Linked DNA regions of Mus musculus: region 2 is linked to region 1. A link is a contact called in public HiChIP or PLAC-seq data. All regions are on one chromosome and are shown on one strand. The core of a region is the stretch at or near the end of the contact, and the rest is flanking DNA. Distances in the headings are between cores, read along the strand shown.

Evidence for each region. HiChIP or PLAC-seq counts read pairs in DNA pulled down with a chosen protein or histone mark.
Region 2: a contact with region 1 is called in a RAD21 HiChIP or PLAC-seq map of pro-B cells, with 6 times the contacts expected there. The contact joins two enhancer-like sites. A contact is called at or near these places in 1 of 15 datasets of contacts at CTCF or cohesin (pro-B cells) and 2 of 115 datasets of contacts at active chromatin or transcription factors (VIP interneurons and large pre-B cells).

Annotation. Positions count from the first base shown.
Region 1 is chr8:23,686,788-23,694,219 of GRCm38.p6, forward strand. All of the region lies in intron 1 of Zmat4 (zinc finger, matrin type 4), which reads left to right. Among named protein-coding and RNA genes, the nearest start is that of Zmat4, 21 kb to the left of the region's middle. Within about 2 kb of position 3,899, at least 4 of the 459 cell types and tissues checked have an H3K27ac peak or open chromatin away from gene starts, as enhancers often do. A contact at or near this core is called in pro-B cells, where this site is marked.
Region 2 is chr8:23,882,331-23,889,762 of GRCm38.p6, forward strand. All of the region lies in intron 3 of Zmat4 (zinc finger, matrin type 4), which reads left to right. Among named protein-coding and RNA genes, the nearest start is that of Gm51564, 160 kb to the right of the region's middle. Within about 2 kb of position 4,386, at least 16 of the 459 cell types and tissues checked have an H3K27ac peak or open chromatin away from gene starts, as enhancers often do. A contact at or near this core is called in pro-B cells, where this site is marked.

The sequences.
Region 1 (7,432 bases), core at 2,649-5,148:
GCGCATCCATACACTAGCTTGCCACCCTGTGAAATTACTGGGGAGACATCAGTGACATGAGCTGGTGAAGCTGCAGGTGAACAGCCCAGAACTGGCAACGATGTTGCTCAGACAGCTGTGTGAACAGACCTCTGTCTTGGACCTGAGATTATGGGAGATTTTCGTTTGCTTCTTTCTCGTAGTTTCCAGATATTTTGTGGCAGGCCCTTATTGATCAGTTATAACACAGTGACAGAAGGAGAATGAGAGCCCGTGGCCTCATGATCTTGCCTTGTTTGTGGATCATCCCTGGCACTGATGCCTTACAAACCTGGTTTTGGGTGGACATAGCTCTTACTCCTCCCTGAACTTCTTGGAAGAAATAACATTTTGAGAATACAGACAAGCATTTGGGATGAGCACTGAGTACAGAGAACAGGGCACAGCTGCTTCCCAGTTGCTCTCCGTCCAGAAATCCATTTATTTCCTGAAGCCACAGATATGCTCGTCCCAACGTGTTAGCACGCTCGCCATGGCTAAAGCCTCATTATATTGGGATCCACTGCTGCCTCTCCTGTAGGTTGTCACTGGAAGCTAGGAAGAGGTTTTGTAAAACAAGAAAGCAGCCCTGCCTACACAGTGCTAATAGAACACGGGGGCTGGAGATGCAGGGTACAGTGGGAGAGCACTCAGGCAGAGACAATAGACTAGAGCTGGCGTCTCCCAGGAAACAAACAGTCCTTCCCCTCTAGCTAGAGTTACGCCACAGATGTGCTTCACCTAGCACACCTGTGCCTGCGTGGGGGTGGCCCAGGAAAGCCGTTTGTAATGTACTAGGTTAAGTGTACCAATGGGACAGGCTACACAACAGAGTCCTACACAAGCAGTGATTTTTCTGAGGATGTGCAGTCTCAGGCATGCGCTCCAAGTGAGACATCTCTCCCTGAAGAAAACTGAGGCTATGAGGTAGAGTTCGTTCTCGTCTATAAATTGAACGACTTAGTCCTGTTACGTATGCATATACATTGTATATATGTATTATGAAGCATATGTAAAATCAGGACTTTAAAAATATATTGGTTTTGCTGAAAGTAGAACACACTTAGTTCTGCAAAATAGCATAAGAATCCAGATATTTTTCTCCTCAGTCCCAAGAGTTCTAACTTTAAATATTTTCCTTAAATTCATTCTTACAACATGATGTGAGATGCCATCTGAGACCTTAACTTTTTTATTCTGTTCAAGGAAACCAATCTTTCCCAGTTGATAGCAACTGTCTTTCAGTCATTCACTTCAGAGCTTGAGAAGACAATGGGCACTGTGTGACTCGCTCTTTGCTGTAGGCACAGACTGAGGTCCCAGGAGCTCCAGGCTGGGATTGTGTTTAGTGGGAGTAAATCTGCAGCTTTTACAGAGATGCAGCTTCTCTCAGGGATGTGCTGTGACTCCGGATCTTCCTCTGCACTGGAATGTGCCCAGATGTTTGGCTTCTTTTAAATCTCTGACATGACTATGGCCAAGTCTATAAATAGCAGCAACATCAGCTATAATGCTGGCACGAGGTTGATTTTTGTTTCCTCATCCACTAAGAGAAAACACTCCCCCCATACAATGCTTGTGCATGGAGGAATACACACAACACACACACACACACACACACACACACACACACACACACACACACACAACACACACACGTGCAATTTTATAGTTAAATATATAAGCTACAAGCAAAAATCTTGGATGTGCTCAACCCCATCTGTGTTTTTGTTTCTTTCTGTTTTAGAAATTAGGAACAAAAGCAGCTAAAGAGCTTTTAATGGTAGCAGGGGAAAAGAAATCCTAAGAGTCTACTACGTCCAGGCACAGTGCTAGATTTCTTTAGTTCCTCTTCTCAGGGCCCATGTCTCTAGCAAGAGGGTAGAATGATCAGCCACTGCCTGTGCCGGGCTCCCTGAGGGTACCATGCAAAGTCACCTTGTGGAAGTCCCTGAAGTTCTGTGGTTGTGTACACGATCTCTAATGGTGGCAGCAACAGAACATCACAAACCAGCTGTTTCAACAGCAGGAATTTGCCTTCTTGTGATTCTGAAGGCCGGAAACCCAATATATGGTATTGGCAGTCTAAGTTCCTCCTGAAGGCTGCAAGGGGAACCCTCTCCTGGTGTGTCTTTAAAGTTATACACACACACACACACACACACACACACACACACACACACACACACATATAATATATTATATAATATAAAATATATTTGCCATACACACACATATTTATGTGTATTATGTGCACACACAAATACCTGTGTGCCAGGGGAAGCCAATAGGGGACATCAGATCCCCTGAAGGTGGAGTTCTAGTCAGTTGTGAACTGCTCAACATGGATATTGTAAACAGAACTCTGGAAGGGCAGCAAGGTCAGGGCTGTTAACCCCAGAGCCATCTTTCTCCCTACTTGCGCCCCTCCACATCTTCTCTACCTGTTTCTGCATGCCCCATTTTAAAGGAGCCCAGTCATACTGGATTGTTGGTCACCCTGAGATCTTCCTCATCTTAGCGTAACACCTCTGCCCCGATTTAGCTTTGCAGAAGGACATGGTTACAGAGCTGCAGTATGGTGCTTCCCATAGAGACACACTCCATGTCTGACATGACCTTAGGTCATGTCACATCTCTAGGCCGGACCTTCCTCAAACGATCCCTGATTGTTTCATGGTCTTTTCTCTCTTTGGTAAGGAATAGGTTTCTGTGATTTAATTTTGCCAATCTGTTGCTCCTAACCATCGTCAACCACCTCTTCTTCCAATGGGAACTGTGAGCAAAAGTTCCTAGAAAGAACCGCACCTTGTACTGAGCCTTCCACAAGGCTGATACTGCTTAAGAGCTTCAGTGAGGCAGAGAGGAAGGAATGTTGTGGGTTCAGAGACTAACTATGATTAATGATAGATATCTTCAGTTTCTTTAATAGCCATTCCTTGTCCCAATCTGTGCCTGACCAACATCCTTGTGACTGACAGGTAAACCACTTTGGAATGCATTAACTACACAGATCCCTAGTATCTGCCAGCCATTGGATTAGAGTGTTATCATCAGCATCTGAAGCCAATGGTGGGTGCTTCCCTGCTTTGGGTTAACATGGTATTTCCACCAAGGCAATCGAAAGGGTCTCGATTTAAGATTTTTCCCATTACTGTAAGACCTTCATAGAACTATGACCGTGATAGAACATGGAATTTAGGGTAACCCAAGTCTGTGTTTCTGGGGCATATTTGGCTCCAGAATAAACCAGCTCTTATCCTCATTGATTTGAGGGTTGTGTTGTTTTCATTAAGAAAGCTTACTGTTTTTACACTTGGCTTCTTCTACCTTGCAAAACACCATGCTTACATCTTTCCCTCTGTAGATCAGCCTCCCTCTGATTCATAGCTCTTCTTACTCAGTGTAGTCAACTACCTCTCCTTCCTCATGTGAAGCAAGACTTGCCAGAGATCCTGTCCAGACTTGATGTGGATGCCCAGGAGTGTGGACAAGTGGCCTCCTCCATCACTCTAACTTGTGACATCTCTAAGAACTGTGGGCAGAATTTGTACTGCCTGCAGAAAACAGGGCTCAGCTGCCCTCTGGCTCACAGCATAGACCCAGCTGCCTGCAGGATTTCTCTCCTTTACACATGGCTCAGGAAACACATGTGTACAGTCACCCACACAGACACACGCGCACATACAGAAACACATAGACATATACACAGACACACATGCATGCATGTACACAAACACATGCATACACATACAGACATAGATAGTCACACACACACACACACACACACACACACACACACACACACACACACACACACACGTTTCCTCTTGTGCTTCCTTCCTTTCTTGGCAGTCCCCTGGGTGACCTTTAGTATTTTCTCATCTGTGGGAACTGCAGCTGACATCCGGTTTCTGCAGACATGCCACTCATTTATTTCTCTTTACCTGGTCGGCAGCAAACACGAATGTCCCGGTTTTGTTTCTACCGCCATGATAAGATACTGTGACAAAAGGTGACTTAGGGGAGAAAGGGCTTCCCGGTGATGTTCCTGCTCATGCTCTATGGTTTCCAGGAAGTGAAGGGGGCAGGGACTTGAAGCAACAAGTCATAGCCAGTCAACAGCACAACAGCAGAGAGAAATAAAGATTGTATCCTTTTTTTTTTTTAAAGATTCATTTATTTATTTCATTGCTCTCTTCAGATACACCAGTGGGCATCAGATCCCATTACAGATGGTTATGAGCCACCATGGTGTTGCTGGGAATTGAACTCAGGACCTCTGGAAGCATGGCCTTAACCACTCTTAACCGCTGAGCCATCTCTCCAGCCCCAAAGGCTTCCATCCTTAAGTTCAGGCAGCTTTCTCTGCTCTTACACAGTCCCAGCTGCACAACGGGGCTGCTCAGCTTCAGCCTGAGTTTTCCCACATCAGTTAATAGGGCCAAAACAGTGCCTAACAGATGTGTCCACATGACCTAGCCTCACTCTGAGGCTCACTGCCCAGCTCCATCTAGAGCAGTACTTCTCAACCATTCTAATGCCGAGACCCTTGTAATACAGTTCCTCATGTTGTGGTGGCCCCCAGCCAGAAAATTAGTTTTGTTGCTACTGTATAACTGTACTTCTGTTACTGTTATGAATGGTAATATAAATATTGAATATGCAGGATACCTGATAGGCGACCCCTGTGAGAGGAGGGTTCAACTCCCCACAGGTTGTGAACCACCGCTCTAGACTGTGTCACATTGGCAATTAACACTAACACTACGACTGGAGTCCAAGTTGTGTTTATTCTTTTCAGACACATACTCATCAACTGTTTCTTCCTTCAACATCTTCTCCATCTTGAACAAGCTTGCATGCTTCTTGGTCTCCTTCTTTCCCAGTAAAGCTGGCAGGTTTAAACTCAGGGATACCTTCAAAATGATCCAAGACTTTTATGTGGGCTCGAGGAGACAGGTTTGGTCAGGGACTTGGGGACATGGTCAATTGTATTTTCTCAGGAAAAACTTTGAGACACCCCTCCCCCCATAGAGAGAACATTTGAAGGACAGGGACAGAAGGTAAAAATTCACCTTTATCCCTGGATATTCTTTCCTTTCTTTAGGCTTTATTGGGGGAGACAGGCCTATAATGGTCAATTCCTAAGTGAGGCATGAACAAATGCTGTCTGTAAAAGATAGGCTGCCATACCACATCTTCTTGAGGCTAAAGAACACCACCTGCAGGGAGCTGGAGAGATGGCTCCGCTGTTAAGAGCACTGCCTGCTCTTCCGAAGGTCCTGACCCCTATCAACCACATGGCAGAACACTACCTTCTATGGCAGGGTCTCTAGTAGGAAAATGAGACCACGGGGAAGCAGGTTTCTTCCTACTATAAACTCATGAACACACCCATCCAGACCTTTTCTGGCTTATTTATCAGGAGGAACCTCACCTTTCCAGGCTGCTCAGGCCCCAAAGCTACCAGGGAAGGCCTTGGGCCACTGACAGAGACAACCACTACCAACTAGTCCCGGTAGTCAAAACACATCTGCAAAAAATAGAGGCATTGGTACCTTGTGTTTAAGCTCACCTTGTTTAGCTGCCCAGGAAGGGCACAAAGGAATATATTTCAAAATTCAAGTAGCCTTTTGTAACTTTGACCCGGGAGGAGAGTGAAGGGGAATCAGGAGGAAGAGATGCATTGAGTCAGCTGCCTGCTAGAGGGGGGGTCATCGTCAATGATGAATGCTTGATTGCATGCTCCTACGGGGGCATGCCAGGGTGCATTCTGTCTGTTTGTTAGAAAATAAAAACAACTGAAATCACTTTCTCCTGGGCTTGCTGCTTCCCTACCTGCCCACCATCTTCAGGAGAGCCTCTAATTGAACTTTCCACAGTGCCCAGGGGTGGTACCTCAGCTACAGGAAGGGGCTGGTGTCATTATGAAGGATGTGGCGCTGGGTCCTCTGGACTCTGTCCTTGAAAAGGCATCTGGCACAGAACACTTGCTAATGCTCAAACTGAGCAGAAGCCACCAGAGGGCCCAAGGTGCTCAGTGACTCTGCATAGGCATTAAATGCCATTCTAATGGCGAGGCAGAAGGAATGGCTGCAGAGCTGGGGTCCTGGGGACTGGAGATGGCAGGTAGAGGATGTTCAATTTCAGAGGAAGAATTGAGCCGGGCAGTATTAGTGTTTAGGGTATAAGAGCTAGGGAAGGAACATGGATTTACCCTTGATTCAAGGACCCTCTGCAGGCTTTAGTGCGAGGGATAGCCAGGCCCTCTTGGCTGGCTTGGCATATGAATGTTGGTTATGTCTTGCAGAATAGTCCTTGTTTCTATCTTTATAGACCAGAAATGCCTGAACCTACCCTAAGACCTTTAGCTCACTACTACAGCTCTAGCAACTGCAGGCTGCAGAAAATTTCCCCTAGTCCTTCAGGCTGTGATCAAAGGTGACATATGCACCCCACTTCACTGCTGCCTCCTTGCTTGCAGCCAGTGCACCTTGTCCCTCACAAATCCATCCTACTACCCTCTATAGGACTTCTGTAGCCAAGACACGCCGCTGCCCTGTTCCTAAACACCCCTCAATAACTCTGCAGGTTCCTATACTCTCCACCCTTCAAGGCTCAGTTCACACTACACACCGAACACTCTGCAGCCTCCCGTCGTCCCTGCTCCCAACAGATGCCATCATCAGTTGTGTGAACTCTTCACCCGTTCCTGGGACTCACTAATGTAAGATTAGTAAGGTATCTACTGCTATGTCCCAGGCATCACTCCTGGTGCCCTGGATAAGCGATGAACCATTCAAAGACTTTTGATCTCATTGAACTTATATTTTAGCTGGAAAATAAAACCCAGGTATTAAATAATAAAGATAACACATAAGTAAATCGTAGATCTGGGGGCTGGATTGGGGAGTGCAGAGATAAAGGAGCAGCAATGGGGTTGCCGTGGTAAAGAGAGTTGTAATGATTGGCTTTCACTGACAACTTGATATAATCCAGAGTCACCTGGGGAGTAAGTAGCATCCGAAGTTTGTTCATGTTATGTTGGCCTGTAGACATGTCTTGGGGAGGGTTACATTCACGGGGGTGGGGGGAGACCCTCCCACTATGGTCTACAAAGGGTCCTAGAGAAAGACCCTTTCCCAGGAAGGAGATTCTAAAGTATATACAAAGTGCAGAGGTAAAGCACACTGGCTGCTTTTCCAGAAGACCCAGGTTTGATTCCCAGCACCCACACGGTGGCTCTCAACAGTCTCTAACTCTAGTTCTAGGGGATCTGAGATGCCCTCTCTGGTCTCTGTAGGCACCAAGCACTCACACCATGTACAGGCACAGATGTAGCAAAATTCCTATATGCATAAAATAAAAATAACTTAGAGAGAGAGGGAGTGGGGAGGGAGAGAGAGAACGA
Region 2 (7,432 bases), core at 3,136-5,635, 200 kb after region 1:
CCCTTAGGGAGGAACAGAGCCTGACTGAGGTGCTCCTTCATCCACAGTGGGTTGCAGGTGGCTCCTCCTTCAGATCTTATGCTGTTGTGAGCTCATAGATGAACCAGCCATGTTACATTAAGGAGACATTTTCACAGAGCTCTTTCCTATTCTTACATTCTTTCTACCCTCTCTTCTGCAATATTCCCTGACCCGTTATAGGAAATGAAATACATATCCCAGTTAGAGTCTAGCACTTGACAGTCACTTGTTCTTGGGAAAACAAACAAACAAACAAATCTCTGGCCAACACTGAGAGGAACAGTATTAACCAGTAGGTATAAACATTAGTATTTTGAAGGTGATTTGACAACATGTCCATTTAAGAAAATAATTGTGGTAGATTCCTCTCTAGGTAGGACCTAGGACTCTCTAACTATGGGTCTTTTGATACTGGGCATGAATCCCTCTTGTGGAACAGCCTAAAATCCAATCAGGAAAGTGGTTGTTGCCTCTGTAAGTGTCATGGTACTATTGTACTAGTGCATGCATCTTGCCTGTTAGATGGTTATCATAATTTGCAGGATTCCCAGATCTGTAGGAATGTAGCACCTTCTGGCATAGAGCTAACTGACAGTGAGGAAACTTCTAGTTATATTCTAGCTGCTTCTTCCCAAGTCTTATCTTCTCAGTGGGAAGTGTCTGCGGTAACAGCATCCCATCATCTAGGACGTGTGGGCAGCCACGAGCCATTCCTATAGCCTACACTGTTTTGAGGAACTCTGTGGCATTCCTGGCCAATTCATAAATGCATAACCAACATTTAGCTCTGAGATTTTCATTTATAAGCTATGGCTTCTGGGAGCGGTAATACCCACCCGAGGAGGGTACCTCAGTTAAAAATTTTAACTACATTACAAAATAATATATGTTCACCTGTTATATTCACACAGCTTTAGGTTTTATTAACCACTGCCCTTCCTCTTACACTTCTCTGTTCCTCTAGTTCAGTGGTTCACAACCTTCCTAATGCAGCGACCCTTTAATACAGTTCCTCATGTTGCGACCCATAAAATTATTTAGTTACTATTTCGTTAGTGTTATTCTGCTATGGTTACAAATTGCAATGTAAATATCTGATATGCAGGATATCTGATGTGTGACTCCCAAGGGTGCTATAACTCTCAGGTGGAGAAGGTGAAGAAATACTGGCCAACCCCAATCTCCACTTAAACATAATTATTCCAGGATCCCCGCCTCTACTTTCTTATCACATGTGTCTACTATTCCTTCGCCAATAAGCAGCCCACTTCCAGCCAATGGCTCCTTTCTTGTTTATTAGTCACTTACAAGCCCTCCAAGTTAGATTCAGAGATCTGGGAATCTGAGGCCACAGTCTGCATGATGTAAGGCATTTGTGGGGCCTGGCTCATCTCACTCAGTAGTATAGTCCCCAGTTCTAGCCATTTTCATGCAGATTTCACATTTTCAGTCTCTTGGGAATTGAATAAAAATGGAATCTTGTATTTACACCACCTTTTCACTATCTGCTCTTCATCAGAAGGATACACAGGCTGATCCATTTCCTAGTTCTCCCAAACAGAGCAGTCGTGAGCATGGGGGCAAAGGTGTCTCCGTAGGAGGACATTTAGGACACAGCCTTTAGGTAGCTGACCTAGTATACCTGGGTCACATTTAGTTCTAATATAAGCTTTTTGATGAATCTTTGCAAAGATGTACAGGGTGTATACAGAGCTTTATGCTCCCGACAGTCAATGTTTAAACTTGAGCCACTATTGGATCGTTTTGCAAAGTGCCCAAACTTTTACCTTACCAGTTTCTCCACATCCTTGCCAAGGCTTATTACCATCCACTTCTTTGAGTTTCGACATCTGAGGGGTTACACTGTGGTATTTGATTGTGGTTTAATTTTCTTATTTTCAATTTATATAAAAGTATATATAGATATAGATATACCTATCTGATGTTGATCATCTACATGTGTTCATTGTAGTTCCTCAGGGACACTTTGGAAGATACCTGGTAGATATCTAAAATCCTGGATCTTACAAACTCTACATTTGCTCTGGTATTTCCCTTTATAACTGTGGCTACCTTTTATTTATAAATTAATCATGATATATCTCAAATGATATGAAAGCAGTTATAAAATATAATACTAGAAATCCCCCGAGATGGTTTCAGAAGCTCTTATCACACTGTGACTTTATATGGAGGAAGTATCACGTGACTGCCTACCCAAAAATAGACATTCTACAAGATGGTCTCGAATGCTCTTCCCATACTAATGACCTTTCCCAGGAAGGAAGGACCATGTGGCTGCCCCTTAGCTAGCACAATTGCTCTTACAGTTTGCACACACTGTGCTGTGAAATAAGGCACGTGAGCAAGCGCTGTGATACAGTGACAGTTGGCAACTGAGAAGACACTTCAATGAGGAATGAGTAATTAATATATAGAAAGTGCTGACATACGCGCTTGAGAGGCGGATGACACATCCCTAGGCATGATGCAGGGGACGGTGTGAAGTGTCACACACTTCTCACAATGGCATTTGATTTAGAAGGATGATTTCTTCCTTTTACACTCATTATTTTAAGATTACAGAAGATTGTGGCAATTAAAACTTTGGAAAACTAAATGCACATAAACAAGACTGTGGTTTCAGCCATTTGTATATCTTTGATGTAGATCCTTTACCTGTTTTTTTTTTATAATTTTCAACAATAATAGTCATATATACAATGAGGGATTGAACGACTAGGAAGATTAATAAGAAAAAAGTAAAGGGAAGACAAACCAACCAGACTTAAGAGATGCCTAAAGAATTGTCTGTTTCTCTTTCCACTGCTATCAAGCGTTGCATTTTCCTAATGGTTTCATATTTTATATAATAAACATGTCAATGATGAGTGATAATTTTAGTCTTAAATTTTATTATTTTCTGGTATTGTACGGTCGCCACAGCTTTCTTATGCCATTTGTCTGACATCTTCCTGCCTTTGTTTTTAGCTGTTTGTATTTTCTATTCTAACATATGTTTCCTTTCAACAAATCCAAAAATCTTTGTATTTGGGTTAGGTTTTTTTTTTTTTTTTTCAACTTGGCACAAGCTAGATTCATGGGATGAGGAAACCTCAATTGAGAAAATGTCTCCTTAAGATCGGCCTGTAGGGAAGTCTGTGGGGAATTTTCTTGATGAGTGATTGAGATAGGTAGGTCCAGCCCACTTTGGGCAGTGCTACCCCTTAGCAAATGGTGCTGGGTTGTATAAGAAAAAATAATGAGTGAGCCATGGGGAGCAAGCCAGAAAGCAGAGCTCCTCTGTGTCCTCTGTTGTAGTTCCTGCCTCCAGGTTTCTTCCTTGATTTTCTGTTCCAACTTCCTTTAGTGATGGAATTTTATCTGGAGTATAAGACAAAACTAACCCTTGTTGTCCCATGTTGCTTTTGGTCAGTGTTCCATCACATCAAGAGAAAGCACACTGTGGCAATAACAACCACACAGGAACAGACTGTAGCAAGCTTACACAGTCTGTTCATACTTGCCTGTATCAATGCTCTATCTGGACTCTCATTTTTTTTTTCTGTACTTGTTTGTTCTAGTGACGTCCTAGACCATAAAATTTTAGTTTCCCTGTTGTTAAATTGAGTTATTTCTTTAGTGATTGCTCTAGTACAGAGCTAACCATATACAGCTCAATTCATTAGAGCCAGGTTTGTGCAACTTTGGATTTTAGGCAAATACAAACATGTGCAGTACTTCTTCTCCTTTCCTGACTGCTACTGTGAGACATATCATTTACAGGTTATATATTCAGCAATGCAGTTGTAATGATCAGTTATATCTGTTAATCTAAGAAAATAAATGGGCAGTGATTATATAGTTTTGTGTTTGTTTTATCACTCTTCTCGGTCACTCTGTTTCTCTTCATTGTTCTTATGGATTTCAAATTAGATGTGGTGTCACGTTCCAGTCCAGTCCAGCTTGGTACTGCTTGTCTCCTTTGCTCCTTTGAGCTGTTATTGTACAATACATGTCTCTATGTCATGGACTCAGTGTGGAATTATTTATATACAATAAATATATATATATATATATATACTCACAGCCACATATATTAGTTAAGAGAAGAAAGGAACATGTGCATTGAACTGTCTTTTACGATGTCATAATTAACCTTACCTGTGCTCTTGCTTACTTGTAAGGATTTGAAGTATTGCTTTGGTCACTGGCCCCCACCCTGAAGGTTTTCCTTTCGTACTGTAAGGTGGGTGCTCTTAGCGGATATTCCTTCTCTGAACTTTCAGTGTGTCCTGAAAACGCAGGCGTCTGGGCTCCGTTGTTTTTGCATAATCTCTTACCTTTGCTGTGGTTTCTTTGTGCATGGTACATTATTTCCTGCAGCTTGCAAACACGGCTCTTTGGTTTCACTTCCCAACAGTTCTATTGTGATCTGCTTGGTGTATTTTTTTCTGAGGCTTTTCCGTGCTATGATAAGCTTCCACTGTGTTTTCTATTTTTTATGTTTGGGACATCCTCAATGACTGTTCTCTTTCGCTCTTCTGCCTCTTTCTTCCTTCTGACATTCTGATTCCAACTGAAGTCTACTGCTGAGTCCCTTTTGTGACCTCTGAATGTTGGCTTCCACGCTTCCTATACGCAGAGACTCTTTTCTGGCTCCTTACAGTTTATACTTCTGAGTCGAGATTCTGCTTGACAAGACCTTGCTTTACGCTTTCCTCCTTTAGGTGTGGCCCTTTCTGTCTGTGAAAATGGGCTTAATTTCTTGAAGTCTTTGAAGTCGCTTTAAAGCAGCAGCTCTGAACCTGTGGGTCATGGGGGAGGTTACATAGCAGATCTTTGCATTGCTCTTCATAATGAAACAAAGTTACAGCTATGAAATAGCTGTGAGATCATTTTATGGTTGGGGTCACCACAACATGAGTCCCAGCATCAGGGAGATTGAGAATTGCTGCTTTAAAGTCTTTGTTTATTGTCTGAACTGCCTCCCCCCCTCCCCCCGCCCCCCACATATGGGTTAGAGTTTACCTGTTTTTGTTACATTCTGTTTATCTGGTTTCCAATAGCTTCTGGTTTTGTTACTGAATGCCTTGATTTTAGAGTATGTATTCTAACAATGCTGGGAACTGACACCCCCTCCTGGCACTGTTTTTGCTGTTATCTTCCTATTCACTTGTCAGTGTCCTGGCCAGATCGGTACCATCTGCTTCTGGGTGTGTAGTCACCTCTATCTAGCCTTGCTCCAAGGTACAGAAGAAAATGGTGACAGTTTAGACAACAGTCTTCAACCATCTCTTACTCCGGCCTCCTTTAAACTCCTTGTCGAACCTGGAAACACCCCCAGTGTTTAGACTGCGTTGTTGCATAACAAACTTATTGCTTTCCTCTGTGTCTTGGCTTAAAGGTCTTTGCAGAGTCATAGCGTTTGACTTCAGGAAGCCCTTTAGTTGTCTCTTCTCTGGTTCCTGTGAAATACCTATACCCCTGTGGGGTAGCTTCTTGCTGCACAGCAACACCAGCTTTCTCTTACCCCCTCACCACCAATGCTCCCACTTGTTTTTGAAAACATCCTCAAGCCAGACAGTCGTAGGACACACCTTTAATCCCAGTACTTGGGAGGCAAAGGCAGGTGGATCTTGGTGAGTTCTAGGTTGGCCTGGTCTAGGGAGTGAGTTCCAGGACAGCCGGGGGTACACAGAGAAACCCTGTCCTGAAAAACAAAACAAAACAAAACAAAACAAAACAAAACAGAAAACAAACAAACAAAAAAGCAAGCAAGCAAGCATCCTTAAACCCCATAGCTTCCCATACTCTATATCAAACAAAACAAAGCTAGGTTCCCTGGGGACAGTTTAGGAATAATCATTTCTTGTGCACGTCCATCTTTCTGTTCACAGAAGGAGCCCTGAACCACTGATCAAGCTGAGAACAGAGAAAGCTGCCTGCTGTTCTCAGAGCAACGGGCTTGCTATGGCTGAGCAAGCACGATCTGCATTGCTTTCCTGTTTGTCGGGCCTGTGTGAGAGCTGGGATAAGGTCAGCCAGGGCTCTTTTTCCATGGCATAGTGTACCTAGCATGGAGTGTCTCGCCTTCATTGAGAGTGTGTTAAGAAAGAGAGCTCTTGACCACTCACTTGTGTTGCCAGACATTTCAATCCCACAACCTGGAATTAAGTGGGACATGATAAAGGCTGGCTCTCTCTCCCTGTGTCCCCTGATGGGGTGCTAATATCGAGGGGGTCTACATTGTCTTGCCGCAGACGATAACTAGAGCTGTGTCATGCTAACCAGGAGGCTGACAGTGGAGAGGGTTATGCTAAAGTAGCTGGCCTATTCTTCAGATTTAGACAGTCTCTTCAACAAATATTTCTAAATATGATGTTTGCTTTTGAAAATAATATTAGTTCTCTAAGAATTTCATACAATGTCTTTTGATCATACTCTCTTAACTCTTCCTATAATTACCCCCTATCCCGAGCTTTTGTCCCCGCCGGCAAGAACACACTCGGGACACCCGGAATCTTCTGCGGCAAAAGCTTTTATTGCTTCTTCAGGAGGGAAGACCCCGACCCCAGAAAATGGAGTTGCTTATATAGCCCTCAGCCATGGCGTTTCAGCACCTGATATGGCGTGTCAGCTCCTGATTTGTTGCTTGCCCATCACCCCACTACTACGCCCCGAGATGGGCAGTGACTGGGCGTGAATTTACTCTTGCACTTGCGCATAAGGCTTGTTTACTAGTTAGGCATAGTGGAAGCCAGCGCCATCTTATAATGGCGATTGCTCGCTACTCGAGATTGCTCGCAGCATGGCTCTCCACACCCCCCTTTTATTCTAATTAGTATTGCCCATTTACTCCAGAGTGTGGGGCCAGCTATAGGTGTATGGGTCAGCTCCAAGCTCCCAGGACTACACCCTTAAAGAGATTTGTCTCTTCTTTCATTTGATGCTGAGGTCATCCACTGCCAGGGACTTTTTAGTTAAGACTGGGGCCTGGCTACTTCCCTTTCCTCTGCCTTCTAGAATACTTGCTGACATAATGAAAGTCCAGAGAGCCACAGCTGCTGTAAGCTCATGAATACATCAGTCCTGCCATGTCCAGAAGACACTGTTGCATTCTCTCTTGCCCTGCACACCCACTTAAAATAGTCATACCCACTTCCATGATGGCCCCTGAGCTTTGGGGAAGGGTATGTGATAGATCTCCTGTTTGTTTATAGCTGAGCACTCTGCAGACACTTATCTTTGACTAGATGTGACTTTCTGTGTTGTTTTGTCCAGTGTACACAGAAGCTTCTGGGATGCACTAAACTATGGCTATAGAGATTTGGACTTAGAGGAAGTTATCATTCTATAGATGCTTAGAGCAGCGTTTCTCAACCTGTGGATCATGACACCCATAGTGACA